Regions from separate parts of the Mus musculus genome. Here all the other regions are linked to region 1. A link is a contact called in public promoter capture Hi-C and targeted proximity ligation data. All regions are on one chromosome and are shown on one strand. The core of a region is the stretch at or near the end of the contact, and the rest is flanking DNA. Distances in the headings are between cores, read along the strand shown. Region 1 holds the start of Rps6ka4 (ribosomal protein S6 kinase, polypeptide 4). Region 2 holds the start of 2700081O15Rik (RIKEN cDNA 2700081O15 gene). Region 3 holds the start of Znhit2 (zinc finger, HIT domain containing 2). Region 4 holds the start of Pola2 (polymerase (DNA directed), alpha 2). Region 5 holds the start of Capn1 (calpain 1). Region 6 holds the start of Snx15 (sorting nexin 15). Region 7 holds the start of Atg2a (autophagy related 2A).

Evidence for each region. Promoter capture Hi-C pulls out the DNA fragments that hold promoters and counts their contacts.
Region 2: a contact with region 1 is called in a targeted proximity ligation map of pancreatic cancer cells. A contact is called at or near these places in 1 of 39 promoter capture datasets (liver) and 1 of 130 datasets of targeted methods (pancreatic cancer cells).
Region 3: a targeted proximity ligation map of pancreatic cancer cells shows a contact between it and region 1. A contact is called at or near these places in 2 of 130 datasets of targeted methods (memory CD8 T cells and pancreatic cancer cells).
Region 4: a promoter capture Hi-C map of liver shows a contact between it and region 1, with 2.8 times the contacts expected there.
Region 5: a promoter capture Hi-C map of liver shows a contact between it and region 1, with 2.3 times the contacts expected there. A contact is called at or near these places in 1 of 39 promoter capture datasets (liver) and 1 of 130 datasets of targeted methods (pancreatic cancer cells).
Region 6: a targeted proximity ligation map of pancreatic cancer cells shows a contact between it and region 1. A contact is called at or near these places in 1 of 39 promoter capture datasets (neural stem cells) and 2 of 130 datasets of targeted methods (bone marrow-derived macrophages and pancreatic cancer cells).
Region 7: a promoter capture Hi-C map of hippocampal neurons shows a contact between it and region 1, with 4 times the contacts expected there. A contact is called at or near these places in 5 of 39 promoter capture datasets (the 3T3-L1 cell line, hippocampal neurons, liver and 1 more) and 2 of 130 datasets of targeted methods (extraembryonic endoderm stem cells and pancreatic cancer cells).

Annotation. Positions count from the first base shown.
Region 1 is chr19:6,839,327-6,842,026 of GRCm38.p6, reverse strand. It overlaps Rps6ka4 (ribosomal protein S6 kinase, polypeptide 4), which reads left to right and starts at 1,400. Exons shown (of 18, transcript NM_019924.2): 1 at 1,400-1,534; 2 at 1,622-1,693; 3 at 2,349-2,567; 4 at 2,660-2,700. The coding sequence starts at 1,480.
Region 2 is chr19:7,416,338-7,419,037 of GRCm38.p6, reverse strand. 2700081O15Rik (RIKEN cDNA 2700081O15 gene) reads right to left here and starts at 1,413. Exons shown (of 5, transcript NM_175381.6): 1 at 1,121-1,413. The coding sequence starts at 1,259.
Region 3 is chr19:6,059,864-6,062,563 of GRCm38.p6, reverse strand. Znhit2 (zinc finger, HIT domain containing 2) reads right to left here and starts at 1,357. Exons shown (of 1, transcript NM_013859.2): 1 at 96-1,357. The coding sequence starts at 1,337. The coding sequence ends at 138.
Region 4 is chr19:5,962,898-5,965,597 of GRCm38.p6, reverse strand. Pola2 (polymerase (DNA directed), alpha 2) reads left to right here and starts at 1,392. Exons shown (of 18, transcript NM_008893.3): 1 at 1,392-1,772. The coding sequence starts at 1,694.
Region 5 is chr19:6,013,940-6,016,639 of GRCm38.p6, reverse strand. It overlaps Capn1 (calpain 1), which reads left to right and starts at 1,393. Exons shown (of 22, transcript NM_007600.3): 1 at 1,393-1,534; 2 at 2,172-2,439; 3 at 2,575-2,644. The coding sequence starts at 2,173. Gm10814 (predicted gene 10814) reads right to left here. Exons shown (of 5, transcript NR_045783.1): 2 at 2,284-2,411; 3 at 828-1,771; 4 at 157-323.
Region 6 is chr19:6,126,827-6,129,526 of GRCm38.p6, reverse strand. Snx15 (sorting nexin 15) reads left to right here and starts at 1,267. Exons shown (of 8, transcript NM_026912.2): 1 at 1,267-1,478. The coding sequence starts at 1,380.
Region 7 is chr19:6,240,292-6,242,991 of GRCm38.p6, reverse strand. Atg2a (autophagy related 2A) reads right to left here and starts at 1,324. Exons shown (of 40, transcript NM_194348.3): 1 at 1,026-1,324. The coding sequence starts at 1,196.

The sequences.
Region 1 (2,700 bases), core at 151-2,650:
TCCACTTACCTCTGCCTTCTGAGTGCTGGGATTAAAGGTGTATGCTACCTTCTTAAAATATTGGGATGCTAGCATGAGACCTTAAGGACAAATAAGAAAGGAAAGGCTATGCTTTAACACAGACGAGCTGACGGGGTGAAATGTCATAGTTCTTTTGTCAAACTAGACACCTAGGTAGAGGGAACCTCACAGCTGAGAGACTGCTTCCAGCAGATTAGCCCATGGGCATATTTGTGGAGGCATTTTCTTGATTGCAAATTGATTATAGGAAGGCCTAAGTCACTGTGGGTGATACATCCCTAGCTAGATGGGCTTGGGTTATGTAATAAAGCTAGCTGAAAAAGTCAAGGGATGAAAGTCAGTAAGCAGTGCTCCTCATAAGCAGTGCTCCTCATCATAAGCAGTGCTCCTCCATGGTCTCTGCTTCAGTTCTGATCTCCAGGTTCCAGCCTTGAGTTTCTGCCTTGACTTCCCTCAGTTATGGACTGTAGCCTGCAAACCAAATAACTGCCCCTTCCCCAAGCTGCTTTAAGTCAGAACGTTTTATCACAGCAACAAAGAAGCAAACGAATACAGGGACAATTAGGCTGGGTGGCAGGATGTGAGTCAGGGCACCCGAGGCTGCCCCAGGGAGGGTGGGGCTCCCTGGGAAAGGTGGAGTGGGGTCCTTGTGCAATCAGCCCTGCAGGCTCCCTCTTTAATTCTTTTTGAAATTACATTTATTTTATATTATGCCATATGTTTGCATTGTATGTAGGTGCAGGCACTTAGATCTAAGGGCAGCTTGTGGAAGTCGGTTCTTTCTTTTTACCATGTGGGAGGGAACTAGGCATCCAACTCAGTTGGTCTCCTTTGGGGCAAAAGCAACTTTACCCATGTAAAGTGGCTTCCTGTTTCTGAAGTGTACTCTCAGGATGCCCATTGCCGGCCCAGCATCAAGAGCCTAGGGCTCCTGTGTCCAGGGAATATAAAGATCTCCAGTGTATTTGCTGAGCTTAACGAGTGTAACGAGTGGTCCTAAAGAAGGAAGTGGGCTGTGATTTGTGTCTGTTGGCTAAGAGGAGCAGAAGAGGCAAGGCTGCCACGTGGGAGGGAGGGCTCCATCAGCCTGGGTGGGCAGCCCTCCTCAAATCCTGGGACACAGACCTCTAGTGTCCTCCATATCCTGCTGGACAGACACCTGGCTAGGAGGCTTACTCCAGCTGCAGCCACATGTCACCCAAAGGCCCTGCACGGCTCTCACTGGTCCCGGGGCCAGGAGACCCTGCCACCGTCTGATGCTTCCCACCCGCAGCCCCGCTCCGTCACGTTCCAGCCGCCTGACTCAGGCCGCACGGGGCGGGCTGGGAGCCGGGAGGCGGTGCCGGCGCCCGCTCGGCCCCAGAGGCGGCACCAGGAAGCACCCGCCCCGGCCGGAGCCGCCATGTAACCGGCGCCGCCCGTAGCCCCAGCCGCGCGGGCCCCAGCGACCCGCCCGCCATGGGAGACGAGGATGAGGACGAGGGCTGCGCCGTGGAGCTGCAGATCACCGAAGGTGGGTGCCGGATCCCGAGGCGGCTCTCCCGGACGGGTGGCAAGAGTCAGCGACCCTCTGGGCTCACTCGCCCCCCTGTGTCCGCAGCCAACCTCACCGGGCATGAGGAGAAGGTGAGCGTGGAGAACTTCGCGCTGCTCAAGGTGCTGGGCACGGGAGGTGAGAAACCGCTTTCACTGGCATGGTGCTTTGGGCCTTCTGCCCGCCCACTCGCCTGGACCTGGGCCTGGGCCTGGTTGCTGGGGAGGTCCCCCCACCCTTTCCCGGCATAGCTCCCCTTGCCCGCCCCGCCCTACCGTACCAGGGTTCCGAGCCTACTTGCCGGGCGTCCACGTTGACAGGACTCTTCTCTGCAAAGTCCTATGCGTGCGTGCCCCCTGCCGCGATTTCCTAGCCTCTTTGGGGTTTTGACTCCCTCCCAAGAGCTTTGCACAGCTTCTCTCCCCATCTTCCCTTGCGAGCCCCACTCTTGTATTTTGCAAATTCCCCAGTCCGGGTTTGCACATCCCTCCGCTGACTGGGAGCGCGCCTCTGCCTCCGGTGCCAGCGTTTTCATCTTTTCTCAGCTCTCTTGATCATCCCAGGTTTGCACGTGCCCCGCCCCTTCCCCGCCCCGCAGGCCTTCTGGAGTTGCAAGCTCCCCAGGCTAGTTTGCACTGCAAATTGCTTTTCAGGCTTAACCGAGCACCCTCCAGGGAGGGCTCACCTTCTCCTTAGAAGGCTCTGTCAGCCTTTTGCACCCCCCTTCCCACCAGTCTGCACCGCCCTCGCACTTACAGCCCACCTTCCAACCGCTTGCTTGCTGCTCCCACAGCCTATGGGAAGGTGTTCCTGGTGCGGAAGACGGGTGGGCACGACGCGGGCAAGCTCTATGCCATGAAGGTGCTACGCAAGGCGGCGTTGGTGCAGCGCGCGAAGACACAGGAGCATACCCGCACCGAACGCTCGGTGCTGGAGCTGGTTCGCCAAGCACCCTTCCTGGTCACACTGCACTACGCCTTCCAGACGGATGCCAAGCTGCACCTCATCCTGGGTGAGGGCCTGTCACATCTCAGCTTTGGAGAGGGACGGGAGTTAGATTAGGCTACCTTGTAGGGAAACATTTCAACGTCTCCTCACTCCCAGACTACGTGAGCGGTGGTGAGATGTTCACTCACCTCTACCAG
Region 2 (2,700 bases), core at 164-2,663, 580 kb before region 1:
GTTTGAAGGTTTTGTTTGTTTGTCTTCCATTACTTTTTTTTAAGGTAGAGGTATAGAAAAAACATTAGATTCAAGATCTGGCTTCACTGGTGCCTTGCCCAGTGACCTTTGGTAGGTCAGTCACATCCGCTCTCTGGGCCTATACGCCTTTGTCTGCAAATGCACTGACTGAATAGCTAGCATCCTACTAAGCATCTTTCCAGTGCAGGACCACTGTTAAATCTAAGGCAGACTGGCCCTTTAAGAGCAGAAAGAAGAAAAAAATAAAAGAAAGAAAGAAAGAAAAAGGAGGAGCTGAGATTTTTTTCAAAAAAATAAAAAGGGGGGGTGGGGGGCGGGGGCTTATAGGGAGAGGAGCTCAAAGAGTAGAGAGCACTCTCCCTAGTACGGATGGAACCTCCGCTGATCTAAAGGCAATGAACCTTACAGAAGGGAGACAAAAAAAAGCAGTTGGTTTTAAGGGCCAACTAGGGCCGGCAGGTCTTGGTACAGCTGACAAACTGGGGCCAAAATCGATTCTGAAACGCGACAACGCACGGGTGGGGCATCCACCTTCGTGTGCGAACCCATCCCTCACTAAGACCTTCCCGACGTGGGGTATGACAGACGGGGGCCCCCAGGACGCAGGCTGCGCTTTGTTTCTCGTAGCGTAACCGTGAAGGGAAGAGTTCACGTCTCCAGCAAGGCCACGCAGAAAGGGATGGCATAACCGAGAACAGCGGAATCCCGAGCTATGCTACTCTGGGGAAAGCCTCAGAAAGGGACAGAGGGACTGGGAAGCCTTTAAAAGACAGACCACCTGGGAGTGTGAAAGAGAAAGGGCGGGAGCCGCAAGTTCCAGCACCTCGACTCCCACGTCGCTGCCCCCCCCCCCAAAAAACGAGCAACGCGGGGCCCTTTAAGGAGCAGGGATCCGCCCCAGCCCGGCGGGCAGACCCCGCCACGGGCAGGGAGCGCCCCGCGGGCCTTGTAGCTGCTCTCTGCGCCCACCAGGTGGCGCCCCGAGCCGCCCTGCGCTCGTCCCCCGCTTTGTTCGGCGGCCGAGAGGGGCCCGGAGCCGCAGCCCTCCCCTCCCCCACGCCGGGGCCCCCCACCCCCGGTCGTCGGCCCCAGATCTTACCGCCGTCGTCCTCCTCGGGCTCCGTGCCGCCGCTCGCTGCGGTGGGCGGCAGCCGTCGGCCCCGTGCCGAGGTCACTGCGGGCCCGGGGCCGCCCCTGCCGCCGCCGCTCCGGCTCCGGTGGTCCCCGCCGGGCTCCATGCGCTGCGCTGCGGAGCGGGGGCCCCGGGGCGGCGGGGCGCGGGGCCGCGGAGCCAGCGGCGGCGCACGCGGGGCGCTCGGTGCGCGGGGCCCCCGGGCGCGGGGCGCATTCACGGGCGGCCGGCCGCACGGACGGCTGACTGCTCGCTCGGCAGCGCGGGCTGGACCGGGGTGGGGATTCCTGTCTGGGGCCCCTGGGGCTCCTTTAAGGGCTCCTGGGTAAATTTAAAGGGGCCGCGCGCAATTTCCTCCTGCCAGCTCGCGGGGGGCTGGTGCGGGGAAAGCGGGAGGTGGCAAGTCCGCAACGGGCGCTTGTTACGGACGCGGGGAGCACGGTCCTCAGCGCCCTCGTGGGTCCGCCCTGCCGCGTCCGCAGCTGCAGCTCCGGCTGGTAAAGAGTCGCCGAGGTGACCAGGGGCGCCCGTGTCCAGTCCGCTGCGACGCGCTTCAGCCACCGCCCCCTCGGGGCATCTCCGAGCGCGGCTCTCCGCAGCCCGCTAGCAGGGGACCGCCCGGTGCGGCGGCACCGTTCCCCTCTCCGGGGTGCCTCGTCCTCCCGCAGGAGCTGGGCGCGGGCCCCAAGCAGACGCGCCTGGCAGGGGCCCCAGATGGCCGCGGCCCCGCGGAGAGGGTGGAGCCGTGGGGGCTGCCGCGCCCCCTCCCGCGGGAGCCTGGGGCTAGCGCTGGCAGCTCTGGCTTCTACCGGGGAGGGGCGGCGGGGCGAGGTTTCCCTGGAGCCGGCCAGAGTGAGGGCGGCGGCCGCGAAAGCGCAAGCCGGGAAGAGGGGCGCGCAGAGGAGTGTAAGAGAGCTAGCACGCTGCGCCTGGCCAGCCGGCGTTCCGAAACAGAGGTGGCCCTGGGCTGGAAGCCGGAAAGAGAGGGAGACTGCGGCGGTGATTCAGGCTCCTGCCCCCGCAGGCCTATAGGTACCGGGTGAGGCACTCCGCTCAGCCCCGGGCTCCTGCACAGGACGAAGGTGCAAAGAAGGGACTGGGATCCTGGTGATGGGCAGCTGGAGATTCGCATCCCTAGGCTGGAAAACCCTGGGGCGAATTCTGGCTTCGGCCGAGGGACACCTTCAGGTCTCAGGCTCCCGGTAAGCCTGGAGAAGGAACCTCGAAAGGTTGTAGGGTCGAGGCAACCTGGGGTCCTGCCAGGGCCAGCTGGAGAAACAGGTCCTCCCTTAGCCTTTGGTTAGTCGTCCACAACAAAGCAGAGGCCTGGAGATCCAAATTACAGGATGCCAGAGACCATGAGGGTCTAGAAGTGGGTTTTATTCCCTCCCTGTCGGGGAGGCACACCACAGTCAAAGAAGGCACCATTCATGGAGTCATTCTCACACTTAACACCTACTATGTGCTACAAGAGCTGACACTCTGGACATGCAGCAGTGAACAAGATTGCTACTAATGCGGGTAACTTAGACATCCTCAGTTTATAA
Region 3 (2,700 bases), core at 108-2,607, 780 kb after region 1:
ATCAAAGTTCCAGGGTCATCCTCAACTACACAGTAACTTCAAGAGAAGCCTAGGACAGGGCACTATCTTTACGGAAAAGGCACTGCTGACATTCGGGCAGACCAGACACATCTTTATTAATGACATGGATACCCAGTTCAGCCAGGGAGTTCCTCAATGAGAGTCCTTGGAGTGGGTGGCACTGGGCCTCCCCAAAGCCGTTCTAACTCTCCAGTAAGCGTTGCCATCTCCTCAGCTGTCACAGCATGGGCTCGGTGGGCTCTGGCACAGTCTAGCGCCAGGGGTGTGAGGGCAGCCTCGTTTTCGTTGGTCCAAGCCAGCAGGAACTGGCACTTCTTCCGAGCCCGGTAAAGTCGATCTCGCTCTCCACCAATCACAGCCTGCTTCCGGGCTCGTCCCAGGGTCTGAGCTAGGTGCCCCAGTGCTGTCAGAGTGTAGCCTTTCTGATTGACTGGACCCTCGCCCAGCAGGATTCGGGCAACTTCTTGCATAGCACCCCGCGTACCCAGGGGCCCAGGTGGGTGCTCGCCCGCTTCCAGTACGTGGGCTGCGGCCTGCAGGGCTTCCTCTGTAGAGCCAAAGACTTGCTGGGCTCCCAGGGCCCCAGAAACATCGAGCAGGGTGGCACAGAAGTCAGAGAGTAGCGCGTCGTCGTCCCCTCCATGATACAGGGCGAGAGTATGAGCGTAGGCGAACAGCACGTTGGGCAGCTGGAAGCGCACCAGCGGCGATGCCGGGCTGCGGCTCAGACTGGCCAGTGCTGGGATGCGAGCAGGCAATGCTAGCGGTCTGGCGGCACAGGAGTCTTCAGCAAATGGCTCTGCGGCAGCGGCATCATCCCCAGATTGCAGCGCGGTCCTCGCAGGGGCGGGCTCCGGCTCCGCAAGATCTCTGTTCGCGGCATGATCCAGCTCCTCCAGCAAACGTGGGCCGGTGCCGCGGCCCCACCACCAGGGCCGCCACGGAGGCAGAAGGCGTCCGGCTTCGCCACGGCTCAGCAGCCGCTCGAACGCCGCCTTCTCAGCCGGCGTTAAACGTTCCCAAAGTCCAGAAAGGCCGCCCGGCCGCGCCCCGGGCCCGAGGCCTGCTTCCTCGGGCTCATCCTCGGCCTCGCGTTGTTCGCGCAGCCGGCGTAACGCGCCCGCCAGACGGCTGGGCGAAGCGCTTCGGCCACGGAGCTCTCGCAGCACTTGGTCGCGGTAAAAGTCTTCGGCGCAGGCGCCGTGCGCCCGGTAGCAGCGCAGCGAGCAGTAGGGAGCATTGCAGCGCGGGCAGGTGTAGCGCGCAGGCAGCGCTTCCCCGGCCGGGCAGAAGCCGCAGAGCCCAGCGGGCTCCATGGAAACTGGTGCCGCCTGTCCCGTATCAGCTCCGCCACTTCCGGCGCTTCTTTGGTTATTTCCGCCTTTATGTGTGGGGGTGGTTGGCGGGCGTGGCCTCCTTTCCGCACATTTCCGAAACTTCTCGGTAACTTTCGTGTCTCCAGTACTTCTTTGAGCAAGCGCAGAAGTCGTCCAAACTCTTCCAAAGGAACAGGTTTGCTCGCCGAATTTGGGAAAATCATGTCGCTAATCCCAGTTTGTTCTTTATGGTTGTACCAAATTGTACAAAAATAAACTACCTTTTAAATAACAAAACTAACCACCACCACCACCAAACAACACACCAGGGTCTTAGCAGGGCGTAGTGGCATACGCTTTTAATCCCAGCGTTGGCAAAGGTAGTCTGATTTCTGTGAGTTCCTGTAGTCAGTGCTTTCCAGGATACAGCTACATAGTCATGCTCTATCTTGAAAAAAGAAAAGGCCAACAAAATAATAACAACAGGCCGGACAGTGGTGGCGCACGCCTTTAATCCCAGCACTTGGGAGGCTGAGGCAGGCGGATTTTTGAGTTACGAGGCCAGCCTGGTCTACAGAGTGAGTTCCAGGACAGCCAGGGCTACACAGAGAAACCCTGTCTCGAAAAAATATTATTGATAATAATAACAGACAAAAATAAATGAATAAACCCGACATGTTTAACAAATCTGGAGCTCAAAATACGTAACACGTAAGCATATCAAATTGAGGCCAGCCTGGGCCTATGTGAGACCCTGAATCAAACAAACAAACAAACAAAAAACAACAAAACGATAACGAGGGGCTGGAAAGATGGCTTAGCAGTTAAGAGCACTGACTACTTCCAGAGGTCCTGAGTTCAAATCCCAGTAACCACATGGTGGCTCACAACCATCCATAATGAGATCTGATGCCCTCTTCTGAGGTGTCTGAAGTCAGCTACAGTGTACTTACATATAATAAATAAATCTCTTTTAAAAACCAACAATGTGGGCTGGTGAGATGGCTCAGTGGGTAAGAGCACCCGATTGCTCTTCCAAAGGTCCCGAGTTCAAATCCCAGAAACCACATGGTGGCTCACAACCATCTGTAATGAGATCTGACTCCTTCTGGAGTGTCTGAGGACAGCTACAGTGTACTTACATATAATAAATAAATAAATCTTAAAAAACAAACAAAAAAAAAAAAACAATGTTTTCCCTCAAGTTGTGTTGAAATTTAGTTTGTATTGTTAAGCATTATGAGGTCTATAGAGGGGTAGATGGGTGATCTGCCTTAGTGGATCATCTATAGGGCATGCCTGTAACAAAAACACTAGTGCCGTCATAATGGAAAGTGAACCAACACAAACCCAAAAGCTGTCT
Region 4 (2,700 bases), core at 143-2,642, 880 kb after region 1:
CTAATCTCTAGAAATGGGTGATAATTGGTTCAAGGTTTGTGAGGCTGTATTTAAATCTTACCTCTCTTTATCAGAAAGGCCATAAGCCTCAGATGTTAATGATGTGTGGCAGCACTGAGGGACTAAATCGTAGTGTTGTGTGACCTTGCTGCCACCTGGTGGCTAAATTCCTGCAGCCCAGCCCAGTGCTTCCTGCTACTAGTGTGAAAACCCAGTAAAGTTTTGTTTTGTTTTGTTTTTCTGTTGGACAGACTTAAAATGTGGGCCTAGTCGGCTGCAGTCTCGTGTTAATATCTCACCTCAGCCTCCCAAATATTGAGATTGAAGCTTTGAGCCACGATGTTCACTGAGAAAGTTGAAGTTCAATCAGCCTTTAAACACACAGACACACTTTGTTTTTGTTTTGAGACAGGGTTTCTCAGTGTGGCCCTGCTGTTCTGGGTGCCATTCTGTAGACCAGGCTGGCCTTAAACTCAGTAATCTTCCTGCTTCTGCTTCCTTAGTGCTGGGGCTAGCGGCATGGTTTTAAATGGGTGTTTGTGAGTACCTGAGTGTATGTATGTGCACCATGTGATTGTAGGAGCCTGTGGAGGTCAGGAGGTCTCAGGTCCCCTGAAACTGGAGTTAGAGGCAGCTGTGAGCCACCACACTAGTGCTGGAACCAAACCCAAGTCCTTTGTGAGATCAGTAAGCGTAACTGCTAAACCATCTCTGCAGTCCTGTTTGGTGTTTCTTGCTTGCTTGTTAGGGTCTCTCTGTATAGCCTTGGCTGGAACTTGCAGAGACCTGCCTCAGCCTCCAAGTGCTGAGATTACAGGTGTGTGCTACCAGGCCTAGCTTCAAACCGTTTTTTCTTAAAGGCTCTGCCAGTCTTCCATTCCATTCTTAGGGTGTCACAGATCAATTGACCTAAGCCAAATCAATGGAGATTTTGGTTCGAAAATTTGGTAAATACATCAAGAAGAGAATGCACTCCTTGTTTTACTCTCTAACCACTCCCCCTTCAGTGACCTGCCCTCCCGCTATCCCCGTGACTGACAATCATAACAGCTATAATAACCACATTCCCTACGAAAGCGTTAGATCAGGACGAACCAAGGCAGAGCAGGATGGAGATGCTGAGGTGGGGGAGGAAGGAGCTAACGTGCCCTTCCAGGGCCGTGCTGGACACACGTGTCAGTCACTGCAAGATACAGACAAACAGCGCCTCCTGGCCAAGGGTAAAAAAAAAGGGACAAACAAGCATCGCAGAGCTTAGCAGAACAGGCGACTCCTGAAACAGCCACAGTACGGGGTCTCGATTCTCAATTTCCGCGCGGAGTGACGCGCAGAGGCGCGTTCTGCGCAGCTGCAGTGGGAGGACCGGCGCGTGCGCGGGGAGGGCGGGGCCCGAGCAGAACCTCGCGCAAGCGCGCGCTAGGCAAAGCGTTTGGCGGGTTTTTCCTGTGCTGTGCTCCTCACGGAGAAGCTAAGGTGTAGTCCTCGGAAGCAAGTTTTCTCTCTGGATCGAGACCTCTCGAGGGCTTTTGAAGTATTTCTCTGTGACCTGGTGGCTGGGGTCGTTTGAGGGCTTAGGCCAGGTGGTCTCGTGACACGTCCCTGTCACCTTCCGGTAAAGCGAAAGGATAAGCGTCTGCAGGGTAGAGCTGAGGTCGGGGCCCGGCGGCAGGCGCCCGGCCACTCCCGGGTCACCATGGCCGTGTCCACCCAGCAGCTGGCGGAGGAACTACAGATCTTCGGCCTGGACTACGAGGACTCCCTGTTGGAGAAACGTGAGTCCCGAACCGAGAGGATCGCTTCCAAGTTCTATATGCTTGTGTGGTACCTATTGGGTCCCGACTAAACAACAGGTGACATTACCAATAGGAGACATTGGAACCGTTTGCATCTCATACCTAGTCATCTCTTGCTCAATGACTTTTCTCATTAGAGGTTTTTTTGTTTGTTTGGTTTTTAAAGACAGAGTCTTTCTGGGTAACCCCAGAACTCATTATGTAGATTACTGTGCTGGCCTTGAACTCACGGAGATCGCCTGCCTCTGCTTCCCGAGTGCTGGGGTTAACGATGTACACCACCATGCCCTGCTCATCAGAGTTTTTAGTGATCTGTGCAAATAGGAATTCCTCTAGGTGGATCCTAGTCCTTTATTTTAGCTTTGGAAGAAACTTCAAGGTGCTTATTGGCTCCCTCTCTTTATAGATGGAGGGACATGGGCAAGGAGACTTAGTTGCCTGATTGTGTGCCGACCCCTGACTTTTGCTCTGGAGTACAGTGCCTCATCCTATTGCTCCACAGAGACCAGTGGTAAAGATTTAAATCACACATCTCTCCTGGAAGATGTGTGCATCAGTGTCAGAATAGCAGTGTGTGTACCCCTTGAAATTCTTACTGTAGGAAATAAAACCGTAGTATAAGTGGGCTTGCCTGTTACCCCAGCACGTGGGAGGCTGAGGCCTGGAGGATCATAGAGAATTCAAGGCTAAGAGCTGAATTAGTGCCATCCTGTCTGCTTTGCTTGCTATAACTCCAATATCTGACACCTTCACACAGACATACATGCAGGCAGAACATTAATGCACATAAAGTAATAATATATACATTTTTTTAAAAGAACTTGAAATCTTTTGAAGATTCTGTGCCCTGGGGCTGGAGAGATGGCTGTGTGGTTAAGGGCACTGACTGCTCTTCCAGAGGACCGAC
Region 5 (2,700 bases), core at 144-2,643, 830 kb after region 1:
TGCCACTCTCCCCTCTTTTCTCCCCGGAGTAAGCAACACCCGCTACACCTCATGTCCTCTACCTGCCTAGGCTTTCTTCAGGCACCACCCTACCTCTCCCCCGCCCCCGGCCACGCGCATCTCCCCACCCTTGCCAAAGTTCCTGCCTTTACTGACACCTGCATTAGATGAGGCTTCAGTCGGGGAAAGTGTGTGGACCAACCCTTCCTCTCCATTAACCATGAAGGCAGAGGCGTCTTCATCAGCTCATGCCCAGCTGAGCATAACGCCCAGGTGCGAAAGTTAGACGCAGTCAGCTCTTAACTTTTGGAGTGTCGAGGTGCCTAGAATCCCAAGAAAAGCACCATCTATTCAATGAATGCTTGTCCATCTTATGTAGCTTGATCGGCCATGCTGTGACCTCTATAACTGTGAAGAGCCTTGGGACCGCTCCAATCCCTCTGCATCCTTGATGCTCCAAACTCTTGTAGTGCGCCCAGGGGGATCTGCAGGTCCTGTGTGAGCCTGCCCTGGTGTTCCGGGCCTCTGCTGCCCTCTCCCGGGTCAGGTAACCCCCACAAGGGAGCTGATCCCAGGTGCGCAGACCAATTACTTGAAAGAGAAGGCCAGAATGCTACACAAAGATTGGCTAAGGCCATTGTCCCTCTTTTTTTTCTGCACGGTTGGGGAAATCGAGGCACGGATTTACCTAAGGCCATGCAGGGTGTGCGCAAAGACCGCTAGGGCGGAGTGCTAGCTCTGCAGGCCTGCGCCCTAAGGTGAGGGGGTGGGGAGCTGGCTCAGCCCTACAGCGGGTCTGCGGCAGGGACCGGCCGGGGTGGGGCTACCGTTTGTCTAGCGTCCGGCAGAAGTCAGCTCTCATCCAGCCAGGGGCAGCTCCAGCAAGCAGTTGCAGCCACCAGAGGTAATCCCTGCTTCGCCGAGCGCCGGCTGGGCTGGAAGACAGCTGCAACCCAGAGGCACGCGGGGGCGCAGGAGGCGGGTGGAGGACTGTGTTGGCGGCGTCACTGAGCCGGATCGTCCCCAGTACCTTCCCGGAGGGCGACATAGGGTGGGGCCGGCGGCTCTGCAACTCGAGCTGCGGCCCTAGTTAAAAATACCCCTTGCCCTACCCTCTCTCTGGCCGGCGGTGCCCTTCTGTCCCAGTCCAACCCTTCTCACCCGGACCGGCGACCGGCTCCTCCCGGGAGACAACTCTGCCATTTACCAATTTGTCCTCTCGCAGAGCTGGCTTAGAGTCTGCAGAGGAAGGGGGCGGGGGGAGGGGACTGAAAGACACCCTAAGTAAGAGATAGTAAAAAAGTGTTGCGGGGGAGATAAGGGAGAGCCTAGAGGGAGCGGGGTAAGAGCCTCGGGCGTAGGTGGAGGACCAGGGAGGGAGGGACCAGGGCCGAGGGGCGGTGGAGGAGGGCGGGGAGGAGGGCAGGGAGGAGGGCAGGGAGGAGCGCTCTTCCTGGTTGGGCCCTGCCCTGAGCTGCCACCAAGGAAGCCAGCCCCAGGGACCGCAGCAATCTCCCAAACTCCCCTTCCCCAGGTAAGAAGTTGGGTGTCCAGACTACGACTGTTTGACCCAGGCCACTGCTTCTGGGGTTAGGGGGCTGTCGCTGATCAGCCCCTGCTTCAGGTCTTCTGTGTGTTTGCCTGAGGGTTAAGGGTCCGGAAGCAGCTCAACCCAGGCGCTCAGCTCAACCTGTCCGCTGTAGCTGGGCCAGTGTCCAGTGCTCTGATGTTCAGCTTGTGGAAAGGCATCAGTGCGTGGAGTTTTCAGTTCCTAAGCCGAGGAAAGGGGCAAATGAACTAGATGCTTGGCAGCTTTGTGGAGGGGAAGTTACAGGCAGGCAAATGGTGTCAGGGATCGTACCTGGAGTACCTCTGCTCTGCTGCTGTGGCTGGCCTCCACCCTATCCTACCTGCCTGGATGGCTGATACCAAACTGTCACCTCTGGGCGGTAAGAATAGGGAAAAGAGAGGTGGTGACCAGGATACCTAGAAACTGGACACCCCTTTCCAGATTCTGAGAGCCTAACAACAAGGTGGCTGAGAGTCCCAGGCACTGTAAAGGGAGCAGTGACCCATGTTTGGGGAGGAATGAGTCCAGGAGAATGTCGGCAGGCAGTTGTGTTTTATCCCTGGGAAGGCCTGCATCTCTACCAGGCCCATGTGTTCCCCAGGATGACAGAGGAGTTAATCACCCCTGTGTACTGCACCGGGGTGTCAGCCCAAGTACAGAAGAAGCGGGACAAGGAGCTGGGCTTGGGCCGCCATGAAAACGCCATCAAGTACCTGGGCCAGGATTATGAAACGCTTCGGGCAAGATGCCTGCAGAGTGGGGTCCTCTTCCAAGACGAGGCCTTCCCTCCGGTTTCTCATAGCCTGGGCTTCAAGGAACTGGGTCCTCATTCCTCTAAAACCTATGGCATCAAATGGAAGCGGCCTACGGTAAGAGGGCCACTCTGGGTGGAACTTGGTTCTGATGGTGGTGGGCAATGGGACTGGGCCCCCCCATTATTCGTGGTGTCTGGGTACCAGTTTCTAGGAGGGACTGGCCCAGGAACATGACCGTGGGTCTTGTAGGAACTGATGTCAAACCCCCAGTTCATCGTGGATGGAGCCACCCGGACAGACATCTGCCAGGGAGCACTGGGTAGGCCCCCAGGGGTGGGGTTCTGGGCGTTTGCCCCATTGTAGTTCTCCGTTCCC
Region 6 (2,700 bases), core at 18-2,517, 710 kb after region 1:
AGTCAGATCTCATTACAGATGGTTGTGAGCCACCATGTGGGTGCTGGGATTTGAACTCAGGACCTTTGGAAGAGCAGTCAGTGCTCTTAACTGCTGAGCCATCTCACCTCAGATTTTTTAATGGTTCTTTTTTTTAATGATTTATTTATTTATTATATTTACATATTTACATGTATTATATTTACAGCACACTGTAGCTGTCTTCAGACACCCCAGAAGAGGGCGTCATACCTCATTATGAATGGCTGTGAGCCACCATGTGGTTGCTGGGACTTGAACTCAGAACCTTTGGAAGAGCAGTCAGTGCTCACAACCGCTGAGCCATCTCTCCAACCCTTAATGGTTCTTTTATCCACTCTTTCCTATTTGAAGATGGGATTTCTGGTAGTGGTGGGATGTGCTGCAATCTATGTTTAGTGATAATCTTCCACACCAATTTGGCCTTGATCAATTGGTGTTGGGTTTTCGCTATCCCTGTGTTGTGCCAGCATGCCTCTTGATCTGATCTGTTACAGAAGATACTGTGTCAGGTACCACTTTCCATAGATGAAAAACTAGATGCATGCAGTTACAAGAGGGAAATGTAATGCTTACCAAGGATTTCAGCATTTGGGAGATGGAAATTGGAGGGTCAGAAATCCAAGGCCAGCCTCAACTACATAGAGAGTCTGAGGCCAAACTGGGCTACATGAGATCATCTCAACGTCCAACCTCCCCAAATTTGAAGCAGTTAAGGGGAATTCAAATACGTGTAAGTGTTGTGATTTCAGAGCCTCTGTCACTATCCAGTTTTTTCAGCATCAGAAAATGTCAGTGTGTGTCGTTCCCCCCACCCCCCAATCCGCACAGGGAGGCAGGGAACTTGGCTCTGCTAGGCACATTTTGAACACAATAAAAGTTGCATGGGTTAGACCCTATGCCAAGCACCTGAAGTTCCAGATACTCAGGAGGCTTAGGTAGGAGAATATTTTAAGCCCAGAAGTTGGTCAACACAGCAGAGATCTTAGCTTAAAATAATTCATAAATAAGAGGCTGGATGAGTGTAAAGAAGATAAATAAAGAAACGTTTCGGAGGTCTGTAAGGAGGGTTTACGTTAGGGGGAAGTGGGTTCAATCACATGCCAGGATGCCAGCTGGTAAATCCTCTCCCAAACAACCAATCCTTAGTCTCTACCTAGAACTCCGCTTTACCAATGACCTAGAACTTGTCAGACACTCCCTTAGCCACGCCCCCAAGCCAAGAACGGTTGTGTCACTTGCGACTAGGTCCCTGGGCCTGAAGAAGGGCGCAGGCCGGATCCTGGCAGTGGCAGTAGGCTCAACACGCGGGGAGCGGGGGCGACGTGCAGGAGGAGGAGCCGGCGACCGGCTCCGCTGTCATGTCGCGCCAAGCGAAGGATGACTTCCTGCGACACTACACAGTCTCGGACCCTAGGACCCACCCCAAGGGTTACACAGAGTACAAAGTAACCGCTCAGGTGAGGTGGGACCCAGCGGGGGAGCATTACCCTTTTAAGCAGCTCCGGATCCGTGCTGTACCTTAAAGGCAAAGAGCTTCAAGGAGGTCGCGGTTTGGCCTACACAAATAGATTTCCCCTTTAAGAGGCGCCTGAGACAGAAGATTTAAGGCGCCTCACCTCCTGGGGCGGGGCTAAGGGTCATTTTTTAAAGTCTGTGGAGCTTGGCTCTGCGCTTGGCCCGGTACCCCCTCTCTGTTGTTGGTGATGTCTAGATGCGGTCTACGAATTTCTCAAAGCAAGAAAACTCCGGATTAACCTAAATATTCCTTCTCTAATCGCTTAGAGTAACTTTTGGTAATTTTCCCTGCTTGATCCGTAAAAGCCCCACCACCACCTTTTTATTTATCTATCTTTTCTTTTTTTGAGACAGCCCTGGCTTTTGCGAACTCACGATGTAAACTAGACTGGCCCGGAAGTCACCGAGACCCTCCTGCATCTGCCTCCCAAGTGCTATGATTAAAGGCGTGCACCACCAGGACCAACTATAAAAAAAGCTCTTTAAAAGTTTAAATGTATGTGTGTGTGTATATACACATATACACATATAATTTTATTATACTATTTATATATTATATATATATAATTTGTGTGGTTTTAAAAACTCACGCAAAAAAAAAAAAAGACTGGTCTTAACAGATAAGGAAGTCAATAAGCTGAAATTGGTGTTTGTAACAATAAAACTTAGAATGAGCTCGTAGAAACATCAGCATGAAAGAATGCTTTTAGAATTTTACCCAAGGTAACTATGGAGGTCTCCAATGGGAGAAACCGGGTTGCTGCGGAAAGACTGACTATATATTTTCTTGTACTTAAATTTTTTTCAACTTGGCAACTGTTTGATTAGTGGCTTGTCGACTGTTAAAAGGAAGCAAACACATACAAGTCGCTCCCAAAGCAATCTAAGTCAGAGTCTTAGATACGTCAAGAGTGTTCCGGGGGTTTACTTTTTCATGCCAAAAAATACAAATATAATAATTGTCTCTAGGAAGATGCCGGAGGGTAGAAAGGATGACAAGGCATTCAGAACCCTTATGTCTTCCTGTTAGCCTTTTAGATCTAGTCACATGCCTTACACATGCATAGAGTTGTTTTTTTTTTCCAGTGCTAGGGTTGAACTCATGGCCTCCCACATTTTAGAGAACTCTCTCTCTCTCTCTCATTCTCATTCTCTCTCTCTCTC
Region 7 (2,700 bases), core at 75-2,574, 600 kb after region 1:
ACACCTCTTATACCAGGCCATTAGAAGATGCCACCATCTCTTCAACCCATATTTGTTCCCAAAGGCATGGCTCACCTCTAGCTCTTTCTAAGTGAAGCTGCAGACCCATAGGCCAGCTAGAAAAGAGAAAGAGGCCAGCCCTGCCACATGCCCATTCTACTGCTCTTGGAGCTAGGATGACCCCATACCAGCCCTTAGCTGGAGCCTCTAATTGGTGGCTCCTTGGCTACTCCCAGCCATCAGCTGTGAGTCAATGCCCCTCACCTGCCACCCCCAGCCTCCTGCTCAACTCCATACCCTAGGCCTCAGACCTCCTGAGCATCAGGCCCAGCTTCTCCTCCCATCCCCCACCCCAGCTAGCCTGAAGCTAAACCTCTACACCTCTCCTGGAGGGCTGCCCTCCAGGTAGAGATGCCAGAGACCAAGTCCTTCCCTAAACCCAAGCTAGGCCCCTCCCACTCTCCCAAAAGCAGGAAGTAGAGAGCAGCAACAGTCACACGAGGTGTGGATCAACACAGAAGGCAGTGACGCTGTTGTTGACATCCACATCCGGGGGCGATCTCCACCCCTTATGCCCAGGATCATGGGGTGAGGAGGTCAGGACACATCTTTCTACAGGTGCCCCTGGCAGGGCTCTTAACACCCCCAAAGCCTCCCTGACTACCCTAGTTCCAGCTCTTGTTACTGCCTGGCTCCCCACAACATCTCTCTGCTCCCCTAGCTCCCGGGAATCCCCTTCCCCAAGCAGCTCTCCCAAACTCCGTATGATGATGGTGACATTTTTTTTTTTAAAGTAACACCTCACTTCCTAGTCTGTCTCTCCTAGAGAGGTGAAGACAGAGACTTCTCTCCTAGCTTCTGGTTAAGTGGTGACGGGCCAGCCAGGGGGCCTGGCGGAGGCGGTCGAGACCCACTGGCCTCTCCAAACACGGTGCCTGTCCTCCAGCCCAAACCTTCCGCGAGGACCCTTCGCTGGCCCGTGCTCCCTCTCTCCACACCATCCCACCTCTGCCCTGCCTCCTCACCCAGGTTTCCAGGTGAATATCCCGCAGGGCAACGCTGCCCTTGTACAGATCCAGGCTGAGCTGGTCCAGGCTGAGGTGCTCCTGAAAGAAGTGACCCAAGTAGTGCTGTAGCAAGTAGCGGCAGACACGCTCTTTCACACAGTTCGACCATGGCCACAGCCATCGTGACATCTCGGGGACCGCCGGGCCCGAGCCGCTTCCGCTGGCCGACAGCCGGCGATCTCGGTCCGGCTGTGCTGTTCACTAGAGCCCCCGGTTCGCCCCGCCGCTTCTCTCAGCGCCAGGCCGCGCCCCCGGACGCCCAACCACGCCCCCACGCTCGCTGCCATTGGTCATTGCGAAGGGCGAGGCCCACTGATTGGCCGCGGGAGGCGGAGCCTTGAAGAGCGAAAAAGGGACTGGGCTCTTTGCGAGATGAAATGCTCCCAATCGTAGTTTACGCTTGCGCGTAAATTCTGAGTGGGAGGACCTTTAACCTCCTTGCTTCAAGCTGCGGAAAGGCTGCAACCGTAGGGCGACAGTCCGGGCCAGGAAGAGTGCGCATGTGCCGATTTGTCCAACTTTTTTTTTTTTTTTTTAGGTGATTGGGAAGAATTTAAAGGAACAGTGACTCACCCAATTTGTAGACAAGCTTATCAGAGGAGTAAAGTCAGTGCGAATTTTGCAGTCTATCTTTTGGCAACAAATGCACATTTGCACTTTTATAAAACTTTTTTTTTTTTTTTTTTGGAGACAAGCTTTTCTGTATTTGGCGGTTCTGAAACTCACACTGTAGTCCAGGCTGGCCTTGAACTCATAGGATCCTCCTGCCTCTGCCTCTCTATGATGGAATTTAAGGCGTGCATACATCATCACGCCCAGCCCTATGAAACTTGCTTTAGTCCTTTATCTTTTTTCATTTGCTTATTTGTTATTTTATCTATTTACATTTCTGTTTGTATGTTTTTCGAGACAGGGTTTCTCTGTGTATCCCTGGCTGTCCTAGAACTCACTCTGTAGACCAGGCTGGCCTCTAAAGCCTGCCTCTGCCTCCCAAGTGCTGGCGTTAAAGGCGTGCACCACCACTGCCAGGCATCTATTTACATTTCAAATGTTATTCCTCCCAGTTTGCCTCCACAAAACCCCTCTCCCCACTCCTCCTAGCCGCTTATCTTATCCATTATTGTTAACAACTCCCTAAAAAGGCACTATTTGTTTCCACTTTTTTTTTTCTTTCTTCTTCCTTGTTCTTTCCTTTTTTTGTTTTTTGTTTTTTCCGAGACAAAGTTTCTCTGTGTAGCCTGGCTGTCCTGGAACGCTCTGTAGACCAGGCTATCCTTGAAATCAGAGATGCATCTGCCTGTGCTTCTAAAATCTGGGATTGAAGGCACACACACACACACACCCATTTCTCTCTTTTTAAAAATTCTGTCAGGTCCCCAAGAAATTCCTTTTCCCAAATTCAGACATTTAGACAAAAGTGAGGATTCCCTCAGGGACATACACCAAGCCAGTCTTTGAATTCCAGGCTAGCCTAGTCTACAGAGGGAGTTCCAGAACAGCCAAGGTTACACAGAGAAACCCGGTCCTGCAGGGTGGGGTGGGGTGGAGTGGGGGATGATAGTTCCTACTTGCTAAGAGGAGCCATTCTGCTTATCTCTGGCAAAAGGGACTATGACTCACATCAATGAGAGTC